Linked DNA regions of Sus scrofa: region 2 is linked to region 1. Evidence: chromatin contacts called from public Hi-C data. All regions are on one chromosome and are shown on one strand. Each heading gives the region's core, a stretch centred on a gene start, on an enhancer-like site or on the middle of the called end of the contact. The rest is flanking DNA. Distances are from core to core; before and after follow the strand shown.

Region 1 (3,156 bases), core at 392-2,891:
AGGGGTCAGGGCGCGCCCAACCTGCCGGCGGAATCCCAGGGGAGACGCGGCGCCCGCAAGGTGCAAGGGCAGGGTCTCTAAACTTCAAAGAGTTTAGTCTGAGGGGAAAAGACCCCCCAGGAACATCAACCGCCCCCCCGTCCCCGTCCGGGGCGGGCAGACGCTTCCTCGGCGAAGGGGATGCCCCGGGGCTCCCCCAGCTTCGTGTTACTGCGGGAGGCGATCAGAGGCGGGGGACTCACGTGAAAGGGTACACCATGGCGGCCACCGAGGGCTCGTCGCGGGAGCAGACGTAGTCGAAGTCCAGCATGCCCTGCACGGCCCGGGTCTGCATGCCCCACACGATGGCCTTGGTGTGGCGGCTGAAGAGGGTGGCGCTCTTTCCTGGTGGGCAGAGACACAGCGAGTGCACCCAGAACACACCCCCCCGGGGGCCGCCTGCCAGACCCCTCTGCGCCCCAAGTCCAGGGAGGATGACTCATCAAAACTGCAAAGCAACGTTAGGAGGATGGAAGCCTGAGAACGTGGGCAAGAGGCGTCTCGGCTTCTTCTGGAAAGAGGTGGCAGACAGACACAAAGCACTGACAGGACCTGCCTGGCTGGCCAACAGCTCCCGGGCCCCAGGCGGAGAACTCCTACAGGACCTGCTCAAGTTCACCAGAGAGATGTGTTGTCAGTCTCCCACTTACACGCCAATGAGGGCTTGATAGATTTTTTTTTTTGGTCTTTTTGCCTTTTCTTGAGCCGCTCCCGTGGCATATAGAGATTCCCAGGCTAAGGGTCTAATCGGAGCTATAGCTGCCAGCCTACGCCAGAGCCACAGCAACGCAGGATCCAAGCCGCATCTGCAACCCACACAACAGCTCACGGCAATGCCGGATCCTTAGCCCACTGAGCAAGGCCAGGGATCGAACCTACAATCTCGTGGTTCCTAGTCGGCTTCATTAACCACTGTGCCACGATGGGAACTCCTTGATGGATTATTTTTAAGGTCACCAACGGTTAAGCTCTCCCAATGTGGGTGCCTGCAAGACTTTCAACAGTTCCCCAAAAATCCTTGTCACCTGTGGACCGGGACATAAGCCAGCTCAGGTCAGGATGTAAATTCTCTTGATTTTAGGCCAGCGTGGGTCCAATGAAGAGGTGTGCTGTGGCCTTTTCTCTAACTGAGCTTCCACCCAACTGGCTCCGCCCAGCCGGCACTTTCCTGCTCAGAACAAGGCTCTCAGGAAAAGGATGAGAGGAAGAAGACCTGGCAGAAGTGCATCCCCGAGCTGTCACCACCACTGCCACCCCCATGCTGGCTGTTCACCTGACTCTCCCGCTCTCTGCTGGAGGAAAGCAGCCCTCAGGGGAGGTTCTTGGCTCCCCCAGGGGAATTAATGCCGAGCACTCAGGGGCATTTGTTATCAATTAACCTACTGTAACTGACACTACTGCAGTTGGCTAACCAAGTTTAAGGTCTTATGCAATGAAATTAAGAGATACGTTTCCCAAGGCACATAGGATTCTCATCCTTATCCAGGCTGGCCTCTTCCATCACGTCTCCTGATCATACAACAACCGGGATTTACTGTCCCCTGGACTCGTCTGGGTTCCAAAGACACATGAGATCACAAACAAAGGAGGCCACCTAATCCAGTTCCCTCCCTCTCTAGTCCCAGGAAACTGCAGCCCAGAGTGGCCAAATGACTAAGACTGTAGGTCATTTAGCATCGGAACCAGGATTACATAATTTGAGATGCAGCTCACTTGTGCAGCCAGGGAGGGCTAAACGCCAGCACGGGCTGGCCACGCTCCATTCTTGGGTGAGCCCGTGCCCCTTCCCCCACCCCCGAGGGTCAGCGTGCGCGCATGTGCACGGACACCCATCTGCCTACCCAAGAGGAAACAGAAATCAGGACAAGGCCTGGGATCTCTATGAACCCCCCGGCGCCACCAGCATGAAAGGGGCGGAACTGGAGTGCTCAGAGCACAGAGGGAAAAGCTGAGGGTGGTGAGCACGGAGGCCCCAGGGGAGCTCTCCTCCTGCCACCATCCTCCCTCTGGCACGTCTCAGCACAGCTCAGGACTGCCAGGGAGACCACCCCCCACCCCCACTCCCTTCACCCTCCCGGTGGGAAGAGCTGACACCGCCTCGTTCCTTCTGTGGCTCAGCCTCAGGTCTGGTCTTTTAGGAACAGCGGACGTTGCCAGAGGCAGAACATGTGGGGAGCAGGAAGGGCTACGGGCCTCTGCCGAGCTGCTCCTTTTCCCCTCTTAGCAGGGGTCGGAGGTCATGATGAGAGGGTCCCCCCATCTCTCTCACAGCGGTGAATATCCAAGTTAAATGGAAGCCTTGATGCTCTCAAACGCTCACCCTTCACCTTGGGGAACCTATTCACCTCGCTCAAGAGACGGGGGTGTGTGAGTGCGCCCAGCACACGCCCCTGCTGAGCAGTCACCTCGCACACCAGACAGAGCCCAGCCCTGCCTCCCGATCTCCGCCCACCCTCTGGGTCGCCTCTCCTTCCCCTCCTCCAGCCTGTCTTCCACCCAAACCCCCGAGAAATCTAAACTCATCCCCGGGGCTGGGATGCAGTTGGAGGCTGAGGTGGGGCAAGAAAAACCAAGACGTCACGGAGGCAGATGAGAGCCAGGGCACCAGGGGCGGCCCTCCTGGGCCGCGGGCACTGCTACTGCCCCCTCGGTTTCCAAGGCTCCCTTCTTCCCAGGAGGCCCCTCCCTCCTCAGTGCCACTCCACGCTCCGAGGCCGCGGGCCGGGCTCGTGCCCCTCCTACGCTGTCCCCTCCCTCCCACGCCGGTGCGGGGCCAGAGGCAGCCCCACGGCAGGGAGAGCGGGGATGGGGGCGAGAAATAAGCGGGGGTGGGAAGCGGGGAGAGCAAAGACTAGGCCTCGGGGGCAGGCCACACCGAGAGGCAGGGACAAAAAATATACCAGACAACACTGCAACCCACCAGGGGACGGGGAGACAAAGCACACGGTAAGACTGTCACCTGCTACCAAGCCACACAAGGAGCTGGGCGGGACGGGGGGCGTCCTACCTTGCAGGGATCTTGGACTTGGGACTGAATCTGTCAAAGAAAATGACCAAGGCAACTGAGTGACCTGCTGGCGGCTGGAGGCTTTGGAGGGAGAGGGTGGGACAAGCCTT
Region 2 (3,156 bases), core at 297-2,796, 120 kb before region 1:
CTCGGGGCCAGACACCTCAGGCCGCCGGCTGATGCAGGCAGCTGGCGTCTTCCAGATGCCCGCCGCCTTTCCAGTCCCCAAGCCACTGGCTTGGGAACCAAAAGGTCCTCGGAATATAAAGCGAGTCCACGGCACGTCCGAGTTGTCGAGCACGGACTGTGCATTCCCCTGGTCGACGGAGAATGCAGACGTGCGCTGGGCTCCTGCCTTGGATCCAGACTCGGAGGCCCGGCGAGCGCCTTCCGGGGGTCCTGAGACGCAACTGGATCCGTATCCTGCTCCCTGTCCAGCCTCGGGTGCCTGCGCAGGGACGGGTTCAGGCTCGGTGGAAGGCTGTGGAGCGGGATTGGCTGCGGACGGAGGAGCAGGGGTGACTGCTCCGGGATCCCCGGGTCCCGGCCCGTGCCCGGCGCATCCCTGCCCCAACTCTTTCGGGCGCATCTTGTGTCCGCAGTCGGCTGCCTGTCGCAGCCCGGCCTTTATAACCTGTGCCTAGCTGTGCGCCCGCCGGGCGGTACCACGCGTGGGGGGGTGGCCTAGGAGCAACTGGTGGTGCCCGAGACGAGGGGAGGCTCGGGGGAGAGAGCCAATGGGGGCGGAAAGAGAGCGCAAAAGTAAGAGAAAGGCGAAGAGAAGAAGCGAGTAAACGTTTCAGCTGGTTCCACGGGCTTGGGCTCCCAAGGCAGGCTATTCTCCCCTCTCCACCTCTTAAGAATGGTTTTGCCCAAAGCGGCCGCTTCCCCGGGATTTGGGTCCAGGGACTCTGAGGTCCCTAAGTGGGGGTACCCCCTCCCTCCGCTCTAGCCCGAGGCTTTTCGGCTACCTTCCCTGGATCTGACCTGTGAGTTGGGGCTGTATCGTGTCTTTCCTCGTTGGCTGGGAGATAAATCCAAACGCCAGGACGGTCTCCACGCGCTGCCCAGACTGGCGCGTCACACACGGATCCTGGACTTCATACCCCCAGCGCTCCAGCCGCTCGCTCGGCAGCCCTCTTTCTTATTTCTTGGTTCGTCTTATGGCCTTTCCTCATGCTTCACCTCTGCTTTCATTCGCTCTGCCCGACTCCTTCCACGCGGGCAAACTCCTGTTCTTCCGGAAGACCCCGCTTAGGTGTCTCCGCGTAAAGACTCCTCGGATCCCGCCCTCCTTCACGCCAGAGCATCCTTTACGCGATGGCAACTGTGGTCAGACCGTGTCTGCCTCCACGATCAGAGCTACTCCCCTTCAGCACGGGAAGCAGGTCCCTCAGAGCACAGCACAGGTCCTGGTACCTATGAGGGTCGCCGTAAGTAGGTCCTGAATGAACTGTAGGGCAGCAGAGGGGTCCAGGGGCCATTTCTGTGCCTTTGGACCAGAGGAACCCACAAAACCAAAAAGAGATGGCTGCTGCACTGATTCTTTTAAAGCCTTGGCATCATTCTTGGGGTCCCAGTTTTCCTCCTCTTGAATACTGTCAATCTCCAAATCCTGCTTGATTTACCTCCTAAATATTTCTAAATGTCTGCCTCCTTGTCAGCCCTTCTGCTGTGGAGGTCTCATTCTCTCTTCTAGATTGTTGTGATTCTCCCATTCCCCCATGCCATCCCCACCCCCAGAAATCCATCTCTAGCCCATCTCTCCCATTCATACTCCATTCCAGGTCACCCTTGTCTTTTTCCGCAGCAACGCCAGATCTGAGCCATGTCTGCAACCTACACCACAGCTCACGGCAACACTGGATCCTTAACCCACTGAGCGAGGCCAGGGATCGAACCCACAACCTCATGGTTCCTAGTCGGATTCGTTAACCACTGAGCCACGATGGGATCTCCATATATGTATTTTTTACATCTTCTTTATCCATTCATCTGTTGATGGGCACTTTGCTTCCATATCTTGGCTAATGTAAATAACACTGCTGTGAACATTAAGACTACATAAAGCATGCATGTTTTCTATGGTTTATTTGTCAGCAAAATAGTTTTCGTTGAAGTATAGTTGATTTACAATATTGTATTCAATTCTGGTGTACAGAAAACTGATCCAGTTGCCCATATATATTATTTTTCATATTCTTTTTTTTATAGGTTAATACAAAGTATTGGATATAGGTTCCTGTACTATACAGAAGGACCTTGCGGTTTATCTATTTTATTTTATTTTATTTTATTTTATTTTATTTTTTGTCTTTTTGCCATTTCTTGGGCTGCTCCCAAGGCATATGGAGGTTCCCAGGCTAGGGATCCAATCGGAGCTGTAGCCACCGGCCTACGCCAGAGCCACAGCAACGCGGGATCCGAGCCGCGTCTGCAACCTACACCACAGCTCACGGCAACGCTGGATCCTTAACCCACTGAGCAAGGCCAGGGACTGAACCCGCAACCTCACAGTTCCTCGCCACGACGGGAACTCCTGTTTATCTACTTTATATCTAGCAGTTTGCATCTGTTAATTTATATCTTCCCCACACTTTCCCCTTTGTTAATGATGTTTGTTTTCTGTGTCTGTGAGTCTGTTTCTGTTTTGTAAATAAGTCCATTTGTGTCATATTTTAGATTCAACATATAAGTGATATCATATGGTATTTGTCTTTCTCTGTCAGCGAAAATTCTTTTTTTTTTTTCTTTTTATGGGTGCACCTGCAGCCAATAGAAGTTCCCATGTGAGAGATGGAATCAGAGCTGCAGCTGGGGCTAAACCACAGCCATGGCAATACTGGATCCGAGGCACATCTGCAATCTATGTCCAAGCTTGCAGCAACACTGGATCCTTAACCCACTGAGCGAGGCCAAGGATTGAACCCACATCCTCACCGAGACTACATTGTGTCCTTAACCCACTGAGCCACGATGGGAACTCCAGCAAAAAGTCTTAAGGAGACAAAACCCAACCCCAAGGCTTCCTGTGGATAGTGAGGTTGGAGAACATCAGGAGGTGACAGGGCATCAGCATGGCCCAGACATAATGAGGCTTTAGCCTTGAAGCCCTGTCGAGTGGCTCCCCCATCAGCCACCAGCGTCCTGGACAAACTTACTGAGACACCTCACCTCTGCAGCTCCAACACCTAGCACAGGACAGGACATCAGTAGGGGACCGTTCAATTTTTGCTGCATAGATATTTGCCGAATTGAATTATCCCTGCCTTTGAGAAAACAGCCTCAAGGCCCCTGGGAAGTT

What was found. Hi-C and Micro-C count contacts between places; a contact is called where the count stands out from the background.
Region 2: a contact with region 1 is called in a Hi-C map of skeletal muscle, with 5 times the contacts expected there. The contact joins the promoter of HAP1 here to the enhancer-like site in region 1. A contact is called at or near these places in 1 of 5 promoter capture datasets (liver) and 22 of 47 Hi-C or Micro-C datasets (alveolar macrophages, brain, embryonic fibroblasts and 13 more).

What each region holds. Positions count from the first base shown.
Region 1 is chr12:20,817,591-20,820,746 of Sscrofa11.1, reverse strand. ACLY (ATP citrate lyase) reads right to left here. Exons shown (of 31, transcript NM_001105302.1): 14 at 243-384. Among named protein-coding and RNA genes, the nearest start is that of ACLY, 22 kb to the right of the region's middle. Within about 2 kb of position 1,641, at least 8 of the 83 cell types and tissues checked have an H3K27ac peak or open chromatin away from gene starts, as enhancers often do. A contact at or near this core is called in skeletal muscle, where this site is marked.
Region 2 is chr12:20,936,853-20,940,008 of Sscrofa11.1, reverse strand. It overlaps HAP1 (huntingtin-associated protein 1), which reads right to left and starts at 1,546. Exons shown (of 11, transcript XM_021066999.1): 1 at 1-1,546. The coding sequence starts at 441.